Regions from separate parts of the Pan troglodytes genome. Here region 1 is linked to region 2. A link is a contact called in public Hi-C data. All regions are on one chromosome and are shown on one strand. Each heading gives the region's core, a stretch centred on a gene start, on an enhancer-like site or on the middle of the called end of the contact. The rest is flanking DNA. Distances are from core to core; before and after follow the strand shown. Region 1 holds the start of VARS1 (valyl-tRNA synthetase 1). Region 2 holds the start of MSH5 (mutS homolog 5).

Region 1 (5,383 bases), core at 29-2,528, 56 kb before region 2:
ACCTGTATGTTCTCCCTCTGGCCTTTTGCTTATACCATACCTGCAACTGAAGTGCTTGCTGTCCTTCCATTAATGTGATAGTGTCATAAGATACATTTCATGCTACCAGACTTCACCAATCCAACCAAATCAGTACATGTTTTCTGAATATGTATAGAAGATAAATACAAGTGATGTAATTTATATTTTAGAGAAAAGTTGTGACTGGGAATTACTAAACTTCATTCACTCATTCAGCAAATATGAGTTCATGATACAGATGAGACTTCTCAGCCTTAAGGGACCCTTAGAGACCGTCTAGTGTGACCCTCCTTTTTGTTTTTGAGATGGGAGTCTCACTCTGTTGCCCAGGGTGGAGTGCACTGGCTTGGTGTGGCTCACTGCAACCTCCACCTCCCGGTTCAAGCGATTCTCCTGCCACAGCTCCTGAGTAGCTGGGATTACAGACGCCCACCACCATGCCCGGCTAATTTTTTTTTTTTTTTTTTTTTTTTTTTGAGATGGAGTCTCACTTTGTCACTCAGGCTGGACTGCAGTGGTGTGATCTTAGCTCTGCAATCTCCGCCTCCCAGGTTCAAGTGATCTTCTTGCCTCAGCTTCCCAAGTAGCTGGGCTTACAGGTGTGTGCCACCACGCCTGGCTAATTTTTGTATTTTTACAAATACTGCAGCTCTGTCGCCAGGCTGGAGTGCAGTGGCACGATCTCGGTTCACTGCAACCTCAACCTCCAGGATTCAAGCAATTCCCTGCCTCAGGCTCCGGGGTAGCTGGGATTACAGGCGCCTGCCACCACACCTGGCTAATTTTTGTATTTTTAGTAGAGACGGGGTTTCACCATCTTGGCCTGGCTGGTCTTGAACTCCTGACCTGGTGATCCACCCGCCTCGGCCTCCCAGAGTGCTGGGATTACAGGCGTGAGACGGGCTTTCACCACCTTGGCCAGGCTAGTCTTGAATTTCTGACCTCAGGTGATCCGCCCACCTCGGCCTCCCAAAGTGCTGGGATTATAGGCGTGAGCCACTGCGCCCGGCCGTCACCCTTTTTTCATACATGAGGAGATGAGGCTCAAAGAGGAAGCTGGACGCCAGGGCCTCGGCAAATGGACCTCCCCTTCGGTCCTCATCAGGCGGCTCCCTGCTGGGCACCTCCCCGCTACCGGGTGGGGAACGCCCTCCACCGGCAGGGCCGGCCGACCCTCTTGGGCCAGTTCCCTAGCTGCCCGCTGGGCGCCGCCCTCGCCACCCGGCCGAGGACCCGCACAAGGTGCCCGTGGCGGCGCCTGACGGGAGCGTCGTGCTCAGGGGTGTCCTCTCGTCCTGCGTCCGCGCCCAGCGCCCCGCGCCCCGCGCTGTTCCTCGTGAGACCGGCGGGCGGCGAGCCGCGCGGCCCCCGGGGCAGTGTCGGACACGGCGGGCGCGCACTCGCAGGCGGGGCACGGCCGCCCCCGCCAGGACCCGCAGGCCCGGAAACGCTCCCTGTCACAAAGGGGGGAACACGTGGGCGCCGGCTGCCGGGGCGGCGATCTTAGGGAACTAGGGTCACCTGGAGAGCCGCCCACCGTCTCTGCCCGCTCGACTCCTCCGCCCGGGCCGCTCGGCCGGTCCAGCCGCGGCCGGCGCCTGGCTGTGAGGTGGATTCCCGGCCCAGTCTGACCATCTCCCTCCAGTACGTACACGCGGCTCGAACCCGCATCCAACCAGACGCCGACCCGCTCCTGATAGCCTTCCACACTCCCCGAAGCCCCGCGATCGTGGATAGTTCCTCTTCCCCAGGAATTCCCCACTGACACTGCCCCTCTGAGAGCCAGGTCCTCGGCTCCTGACAGCCTGCCTGGTCAGACCTTCAGTCCTATGGGACTCGGGTGTCTGCGGCGAAGGAGCTCCCATGAGGGTCCCCTCTCTACTCAAACATAGGACCCACCTCGATCCCGCAGTCTTCCCCTGTCTCTCTTTCTCCTTAGGTTTTTCCACTTCGTTCGGACCTTCTCATAACTATGTCCATCCTCTACGTCTCCCCTCACCCAGATGCCTTCCCCAGCCTCCGAGCCCTCATAGCCGCTCGCTATGGGGAGGCTGGGGAGGGTCCCGGATGGGGAGGAGCCCACCCCCGCATCTGTCTCCAGCCACCCCCGACTAGCAGGACTCCCTTTCCCCCACCCCGCCTGCCGGCCCTGGAGCAGGGGCCCGGTGGGCTCTGGGTGTGGGGGGCCACGGCTGTGGCCCAGCTGCTGTGGCCAGCAGGCCTGGGGGGCCCAGGGGGCAGCCGGGCGGCTGTCCTTGTCCAACAGTGGGTCAGTTACGCCGACACGGAGTTAATACCAGCTGCCTGTGGAGCAACGCTGCCGGCCCTGGGACTCCGAAGCTCGGCCCAGGACCCCCAGGTGAGGGGGTTGTACAGAAGAGGGGGAGGGGAGAAATTCAGAGGAGGGAAGCGAGGACCGGAATGGACAATGAGACAAGAAGGTAGTACATCAGATGTGGGAAAAGAGTGATCAAATCCCAGATTGCCAACTGGTATGGTAACCCTGGGCACGTTTCATAAACCCGCTGTGTCTTGGTCTTCCTATGTCTATGAACACGCAGGCAAGTTGATGTAATGCTTGCCTCACTGAGTTAATAGGATTAAAAGATGTGCGCAGAGCACATAGTTTAGTGCCAGGCACTTTTAAAGTCTCTTAGTAAAAGTTTGATGAGTCTGAAATTGATGAGGATAGAAGTTATTTGAATTGTAGGAAAAGACTGGGTGAGGGAGAGATGACAATTGCTGGGAGGAGATAAAAGAGAAATGAAATGAGGAAGGTAAGTGAGAGGAGAGATAACCCTGCCAGATTGTAACTATCAGTCCTTCCAAAGGAGACCTGTGCCTTGGTGTACTTTCAACTCTGCCTCCTTGCATGGTGTTGAGCACATGATGGAAAATTAGTATTTCTTGAATGGATGAATGAATGTGGCAGACCCTGACTTGCTCCCTCATATTGTGATCACCCTATCCACAATAGAGTCCTTGCATTCAGAATGTCTGTCCAAACAAACAAATAAAATAGAGTCCCTCTCTTCTGGAATTCCCTGTTTGTTCCCCTCTTTTATTTCTTTTCTTTTCTTTTCTTTTTTTTTTTTTGAGACGGAATCTCCTTCTGTTGCCCAGGCTGGAGTGCCACGGTGCGATGGTGCGATCTCAGCTCACTGCTCAAGCGATTCTCCTGCCTCAGCCTTCTGAGTAGCTGGGATTACAGGCGCCCGCCACCTTGTCCGGCTAATTTTTTGTATTTTTAGTAGAGATGGGGTTTTGTCATGTTGACCAGGCTGGTCTTGAACTCCTAACCTCAGATGGTCTGCTCGCCTCGGCCTCCCAAAGTGCTGAGATTATAGGTGTGAGCCACCACGCCTGGCCCCTGTTCCCCTCATTCTGCTTTATTTTTCTTCATAGGAGTTAAGAAAAATAGGGCACTTCATTTTATATTTGCTCATTTGTTGTTCCCCTACAAGAATGTTAACTCTACCAGGTCAGGGCTCTGTCCATCTGTTCGTGTTTTCCTCTCATTCCCTGGAGAAGTACTTAATACATATTTATTGATGTTCTGAACCTGGGAGTTATTGAGATGCCTCATATAATCTTTACTTCTATGCTTAACATATTGCATCTAACACATAAATATTGAGTAGGGATTTGTTGGATGAGTCAGAAGTTGTTTTTGTTTTTTTTTTGAGACGGAGTCTCGCTGTGTTGCCCAGGCTGGAGTGCAGTGGCGTGATCTCAGCTCACTGCAAGCTCCACCTCCTGGGTTCATGCCATTCTCCTGCCTCAGCCTCCCGAGTAGCTGGGACTACAGGCGCCCGCCACCACGCCCGGCTATTTTTTTTTTTGTATTTTTAGTAGAGATGAGGTTTCACCATGTTAGCCAGGATGGTCTCGATCTCCTGACCTTGTGATCCACCCAGAAGTATTTTTATTGTGACTATTTGAGTGAAGAAATGGGACTCAGAGGTGGTGATTTGTGAGAGTGGGGTGGAGGGAGGCCACATGAATTGGGTTGTGGTGGGAGATGGAGGTGGGCCAAACCTTGTCTCACACTTCTTCCCCTTCCTGCCAGGCTGTGCTGGGGGCCCTGGGCAGGGCCCTGAGCCCCTTGGAGGAGTGGCTTCGGCTGCACACCTACTTGGCCGGGGAGGCCCCCACTCTGGCTGACCTGGCGGCTGTCACAGCCTTGCTGCTGCCTTTCCGATACGTGAGTCACCAGGCCTGGGGAAGAACAAGACTGCTCTCCTCAGACCTCACTGTAGGGTGACTGAGAATAGTCATTTATTTCCTGTTCCAGGTCCTAGACCCACCTGCCCGCCGGATCTGGAATAATGTGACTCGCTGGTTTGTCACGTGTGTCCGGCAGCCAGAATTCCGAGCCGTGCTAGGAGAAGTGGTTCTATACTCAGGAGCCAGGCCTCTCTCTCATCAGCCAGGTGAGGAAGGGCGAGGAGTTGGAGGATAGGGGCTTCCCTGGGGCCTTCCATGCAACTCACTTTCTTTTTTTCCTAGAAATGGCAGAATCACTGGGGCAGGGTCCTGCGGGAGAGGAGGGAGTGGGGGAGGTCAGCATGGGCGAGACCTCGGGCATCTAAAATACCCCATCTGAAACCTAGTATGGCCGTCCAAGAGGGTCCCCAGCTGGCTGAGTCTGAATTTCTGCACCTCTCTCTAGGCCCCGAGGCTCCTGCCCTCCCAAAGACAGCTGCTCAGCTCAAGAAAGAGGCAAAGAAACGGGAGAAGCTAGAGAAATTCCAACAGAAGCAGAAGATCCAACAGCAGCAGCCACCTCCAGGGGAGGTGAGGCGAGGGTGGAGCTGGAAGGAAAGTTGATGTGTGCGGTGATGGGTTGGCTGATGCCTGGGCCTGTGTCTTCTCCCTCCCAAGCAGAAGAAACCAAAACCAGAGAAGAGGGAGAAACGGGATCCTGGGGTCATTACCTATGACCTCCCAACCCCACCCGGGGAAAAGAAAGGTACTAGGAGTGGGAAGGGGCTCACCCCTCAGCAGCCCCTTCTAAGTTTTCACCCTATCTTGCTCTATTCTTGCTCTCACCACTTTGTTTGGTGAGGAATTGCAGACCCCCTGCCCTGCCTCTAGGCCCCTCAAATGCCTGTCCTATGATTTGAGTGACGGAGATCCTGATCCCTCTCTGCCAGCACGTCTCCTTCAGAGAGTGCTCCCAGCCACGGCACTGAGCCCTCCCTTCCTCTCCCCCAGATGTCAGTGGCCCCATGCCCGACTCCTACAGCCCTCGGTATGTGGAGGCTGCCTGGTACCCTTGGTGGGAGCAGCAGGGCTTCTTCAAGCCAGAGTATGGGGTGAGTAGGCACTGCTGCTCAGGCCCAGAGTGGGTGGGGTGGGG
Region 2 (5,777 bases), core at 462-2,961:
CTAAAAACACACACAAAAAACTAGCTGGGTGTGGTGGCACACGCCTGTAGTCCCAGCTACTCGGGAGGTTGAGTCAGGAGAATTGCTTGAACCCAGGAGGTGGAGGCTGCAGTGAGCCAAGACTGCGCCACTGCACTTGAGCCTGGGTAACAGAGCAAGACTCTGTCTAGAAAAAAAAAATATGTGTGTGTGTGTGTGTGTGTAACACATCTGCAATCCCAGAGAGCAGAGGAATTCATGGTTCCATCCCCACCTCTCTGGAGAAGCTTGAGGCTCTCGTGGTCTGGGGCATCTGGCATGAAGTGGATAGTGGAGTCACTAGTATCATAGTAGGCAATGCCCAAGTATCCTGAATTCCACAGCACACACAGGTGGATCTGTCCAGCAAGGAAGAAAGGAAATCACTATTGGAATCGCTCATAAGTGTAGGGTTTACCATGCCTTATATAATTTAATCATTTTATCAAATCTCTGATAGGCATCATCACCCCCATTTAGTGAATGTGAAACAGCCACTCAGGAGGTAAGAGACTTGCCCAGCTCTTCCCAACCCTGTTTTTTCTTTCTTTCTTTCTTTCTTTGAGACGGAGTCTTGCTCTGTCGCCCAGGCTGAAGTGCAGTGGAGCAATCTCAGCTCATTGCAACCTCCGCCTCCCGAGTTACAGTGATTCTCCTGCCTCAGCCTTCCCAGTAGCTGGGATAACAGGCACGTGCCACGACGCTCGGCTAATTTTTATATTTTTAGTAGAGACGGGGTTTCGCCATGTTGTCCAGGCTGGTCTCCAACTCCTGAGCTCAGGTGATCCGCCCGCCTCAGTCTCCCAAAGTGCTAAGATTACAGGTGCGAGCCACCGCGCCCGGCTCCCAACCCTCTTTTATTCTAACTTCCCATCAACTCTCCATTCAAGTTTCTACTCCCCTCAGAGACCTCGGCCAGCTCCTCCTCCTCCTCGACTTCCTCCTCCTCGGCCTCCCTGGGGCCCGGCACTGGGGCCGGGCTGGGGAAGCCGGAGGAGGCCGCCCCAGGTCCCGGTCCCTGCGGTGTCCTCCTTAGGTTCGCTCCTAAGGAGGCCATGAGCTTGGAGGCTCTGCGGATGCAAAAAGTGAGGGCGGTTCGGAAGGAACGATTCACAGAGGAGGCCGGGGTAGGGTGGCGCGCAGAATGCAAAGCACTAAGTACTTCTGCTACAGGGCTGCGGGGCAGGGCTGAGGGGCGTGGAGAGCTGTGAACATAGGAGGTGAATTCTCGGGTATTTAACTAAAGTACAGATTGTGGGAAACTCCACGCGCCCCACCCTCATTCCTGTCACGCGGAGGTTGCCCTTTGGAAGGAAGGGGTCTGAGGGCCCTGTGGGGCGAGTCGTGCACGTCTTATGTCTCTGCCTCTGCCAACCACGCGCCAGGACCCCAGCCTCACGCGCTTATCTTCCTCCTCCCCCAGCTGCCGCCATCACAGCGTTTTCCCGCCTCTTCAGTAACCTCAGTCGCTACACGTGGGAGAACGCCCCGCTGACCGACCGCCACGAGCCTGCAGGAGGAGCGCGCCGGCGCGTGAGCGAGGTGCGCGCGCACGCGCCCCACCCTCCTAGCCGCTGTTGATTGGAGAGGCCCGGATCCAGCCTAGAGATCCGACAGGGCGAGGAGGAGAAGCGGACTGCCGTAGCTGAAGAGTCTGGACGCTGATTGGCCTATTCGCCTTCGGGGCGGGTCCAGAATGTTCAAACTTCCCGCCCTCTGCCGTTGCTTAGCAGCCGGGCCTCTAGCACTCACTGTTTCTGGGATTTGATTGGCGCAGTGGGAAGCCCGCGAGAAGGTCGGACCAGGGGCCGTAGTCCCAGTCCCTGGAAGGGGTTTGGGACCGTTGCAGGGGTTTTGAGGGGGAGTTCACACTTAAAGAGCCAGAGGCGCTTTTTTTTTTCCTGCAACAACTCTTAAGTTAATATTTGTACCCTCTGAGTTAATATTTATACAGAGCTTAGAACAGTGCCTGGCAAACAAAGTAAGACCTAAATGAGCGGTGTTTCAAATAAATAAGCGGAAACAAGCAGGACTTCTGTCTCAGCCCTACCGTGCCTGTTTCCTGGGTACAGGGTATGACCACCCCCATAATGGCACGACAGGGCCTAATTTATTATTTAAACCCCTCAAGCAGAGGTGGAAGGATTCGAATTACATCAAATTCTGGCAGAGAGAAGTAGATCTGATCAGAACACTCACACCCCTACTGGGACATGCCCATACCCCTTCGCACTTCTACACACCCCTGAAGACAGAGAGGTATCTATCATTCATGCATTCGGCAACTATTTAGTGCCTATTTTGGGCCAGGGGTTGGACTCAAAGCGGTGAACATAATGAAGTCACTGCTCCATAAAGCTTATTTGTGCGTGCGTGCGTGCGTGTGTGTGTGTGTGTTGCGGGGGTGGGGTTATGAGGGAGAAAGTTAAAATATATATATATATATATATATAGTCCCTTTAAATGCACCATCCTCCCCAGCTTTGTTCCTAGTACCCTGAGATGGGGAGATTCCTCCCCAGCCCCCCAACCCAAGAAGTTAGGAAAGATGGTGGGGGTGAGATGACCTAGCTGTGCTAACCAGTAATTGGAAAATCCCCTCCAGCAAGAAAGGTGGGGGAACAGAGTTAAGGGCTGGGTTAATGGTTACCCCTGGCAAATGTGTTGAGCAATGGAGCTATAGAAACTTGGAGGAGGTTGGTGACAGCTCTGGGGAGTGTCAGGGAGGGACCCACCTTCCAATCTGGGGTGTGAAGAGATTAGGGACTAGTTTACCAAGCCCAGGAAGGGGAGGGAGTGGAAAGAGAAGCCCAGAGAGGGAAAGAGGAGCTACTGAGATAGGAGAAATGCAGGGACAGGGAGGTGAGATGGAGGGAAACCTCTGTTGCAGGATTTGGGGGTACAGCCCTGGCTCTGCTGGATGGTTCCAGGAGAGGGCAGCGTTGCCTGTCACCTGGTAAATTAAGGCACGATACCCTGTGGGTAGTCATGCCAGCCAGCCAAAGTCAATATTGATATCAAGGCAGCTGTAGCTATAAAGCTGTAGGAGAGAAAAGAGAGGCCGGGAGAGGCTGCCAAACCTGTTTGATCTTCAAGCTGGCCCCATTTACCTAAGGCTTCTTTTGGACACAGACCAGTTGGAACAGGAGAGGACCCTGAGAAGTAGAGTTGTTTTGATCCCCTCCCCTCAATGGGAAGGGGTCCTGTGTGCAGATTTTGAGGGTCACCATGAGGGAATTCACACCCACACAGAGGCATGGAATCATACCCTTACAGGATGTTACAGTTCAAGGGAACGAACACGAAAGATAGCCTTTCTGTCGGGAGGAGAGAAAAAGGCCCTCCCACAGGCAGGAGAAAACCCACAGAAGAGGAAGCACAAGAGGAAACCACCAACTGCTGGTTTCCAGCAGCACATCACGTCACTCCACCCCACTCCTCCCCCAAGTCTCTCCCTTTCTTTAAGTTTCAAGCTCTGTTTTAGTTCTGTGTTCTTGCACTGCACCATGGTTTTCTGGAACTGTAGGTCTTTTGTTGGACAGAGGGTGATGAGGAGGATAGAGAAGGGATGGTTGGACAGGAGAGAAATTCAGGATATGGAGGCTGGAATTCTGGGTTTATTTTTTCAGCAGGTCATAAAGGTTTAATAGAAATCAAGGTTACTGGAGAGAGAGCTGCTCCTCCTATGTCCTCCCTGCTTATTTATTTAGGTGTCCCCAAGGACTCTACTCCCACTATTCTGTCTGATCTTTCTTTATCCCCATGACAGGACCAGCTAACAACACCCCTACCCCACCCCCTATACACATACTTCAGGATCGGGCCATGATAATCCCACCCCTCTGCCCCATCTCCAAGGCAACCTGTCAGTGAGACGAGGACAAAGGGCACAGGAAGGGGCCCCAATAGGAAACATAAGTGGAAGCACAAAGCTGACCAAGCTACAGGAACAGACCCCTCCCTGCAACAAAGCCCCTTGCCTCGGCTTTATGTTTCCTTCGCAAAAGACTTCGTCATCTCCCTTCCCATCCCTAACTCTACTTTCTTTTTCTTTTCTTCTTCTTCTTTTTTTTTTTTTTGAGATGGAGTTTCGCTCTTATTGCCCAGGCTGGAGTGCAACGGCACCATCTCAGCTCACTGCAACCTTCACCTCCCGGGTTCAAGCGATTCTCCTGCCTCAGCCTCCCAAGTAGCTGGGATTACAGGTGCCCACCACCACGGCTGGCAAATTTTTGTATTTTTAGTAGAGACGGGGTTTCACCATGTTGGCCAGTCTGGTCTTGAACTCCCTGACCTCAGGTGATCCACCCCGCTTGGCCTCCTAAAGTGTTGGGATTACAGGCGTGAGCCACCTCACCCGGCCCCTAACTCTATTTTCTATGCCCAATCCCAAGTCTAGGCCACAAGGACTGCAAGTCCTAGTGCTGAGCTGGGCCTGGAGACAGTAGACTGTGGGGGGCACAGGACCTACTGAGACACCAGTCTGGGCAGCTCAGGGAGTGCTGGCGTCACCCCTTCCCTAATCCCAGGCTGCATGGCTAACGGTTCCTATCTGCAGTCCCAGCCTTCCACTTCCGAGTTCTTCTCTCAGACCACAGTCCCAGCAACCCAGAATTTGGATTGAAGTCTGGAAGAAATGCAGAAGGATTAAACGACCACCTTTCCATTTGAAGTCCCCATCCCTGAATCTTCACGGGTGTGCCCAAGCTGTTAGTGTCAAGTTTTTTATATGAGGGTCAGTCGGGTTGTACTCAGATTAATGAAGCAGGGAAACTGAGGCAGAAAAGAGTCCTGTGTTCAGGAGAGGTCGGAGAAACAAGGAGGTTTTCAGGACTCCTCCTTAACACCCCCATCCCCATCCTGTGGGAGATCCGAGGATTCCCCTTCCGGACTCACTCCCTACATCGTCGAGTCCCGCCCCCCTCCAGTCCCCTCCCCAGGTTCAGGGCGGGGCCGGTCGGTGAGTCAGCGGCTCTCTGATCCAGCCCGGGAGAGGACCGAGCTGGAGGAGCTGGGTGTGGGGTGCGTTGGGCTGGTGGGGAGGCCTAGTTTGGGTGCAAGTAGGTCTGATTGAGCTTGTGTTGTGCTGAAGGGACAGCCCTGGGTCTAGGGGAGAGAGTCCCTGAGTGTGAGACCCGCCTTCCCCGGTCCCAGCCCCTCCCAGTTCCCCCAGGGACGGCCACTTCCTGGTCCCCGACGCAACCATGGCTGAAGAACAACCCCAGGTCGAATTGTTCGTGAAGGTAAGAACACTTCTCTCCTCAGCCACCCAAATTCCTGGAAGCCAACTCTCACCTTTCCCCCGGTCCAGCCTTAACTCCCCAATCCCTTCCCTCCTTGACTCCCACCCCCAATCCCACGTGCACTCTTTGGTTGAGGGGTGGTTTTGAGAGGGGAAGACATTAACTTGTTAGCAAGTAATGAGAATTCTAGGATCAACCCTGAAAAGTTTGTAAAAGTGCAAGTTTCTAGCAGCCTAAAGGAAGGGAAGTGGAGAAAAAGGAGAATTCCCAAAAGTGAGACTGGGGTGGGGTTAGGGGGTGAGCTGGTGAAGGGACAGTGGGGGCCCAGCAGGGTTTAGAAGGGACAGAGGGGAACCTCAGTTAGGACATGTGTCCCTACAAGATCTGAGGGTGAGTAGTGCAGTAGGGGAGGGGTGTGTGTGTGTGTGTGTGTGTGTGTGTGTGTGTGTGTGGCTGGAGACGCTTCAGGGAAGAGGGTGTGTTGAGGGAGGCCTGAGAGTGAGAGCAAGTAAATTG

What was found. Hi-C and Micro-C count contacts between places; a contact is called where the count stands out from the background.
Region 1: a Hi-C map of stem cell-derived neural progenitor cells shows a contact between it and region 2, with 4 times the contacts expected there. The contact joins the promoter of VARS1 here to the promoter of MSH5 in region 2. A contact is called at or near these places in 1 of 7 Hi-C or Micro-C datasets (stem cell-derived neural progenitor cells), 1 of 1 datasets of contacts at active chromatin or transcription factors (stem cell-derived excitatory neurons) and 1 of 1 other capture datasets (stem cell-derived neural stem cells).

Annotation. Positions count from the first base shown.
Region 1 is chr5:37,589,500-37,594,882 of NHGRI_mPanTro3-v2.0_pri, reverse strand. It overlaps VARS1 (valyl-tRNA synthetase 1), which reads left to right and starts at 1,278. Exons shown (of 30, transcript XM_518361.5): 1 at 1,278-1,665; 2 at 1,961-2,380; 3 at 4,091-4,225; 4 at 4,316-4,454; 5 at 4,694-4,818; 6 at 4,909-4,993; 7 at 5,239-5,339. The coding sequence starts at 1,994.
Region 2 is chr5:37,533,237-37,539,013 of NHGRI_mPanTro3-v2.0_pri, reverse strand. It overlaps MSH5 (mutS homolog 5), which reads right to left and starts at 1,711. Exons shown (of 24, transcript XM_063812336.1): 1 at 1,480-1,711; 2 at 254-377. The coding sequence starts at 299. It overlaps CLIC1 (chloride intracellular channel 1), which reads left to right and starts at 1,623. Exons shown (of 8, transcript XM_063812353.1): 1 at 1,623-1,813; 2 at 2,153-2,277; 3 at 5,173-5,261. The coding sequence starts at 5,223.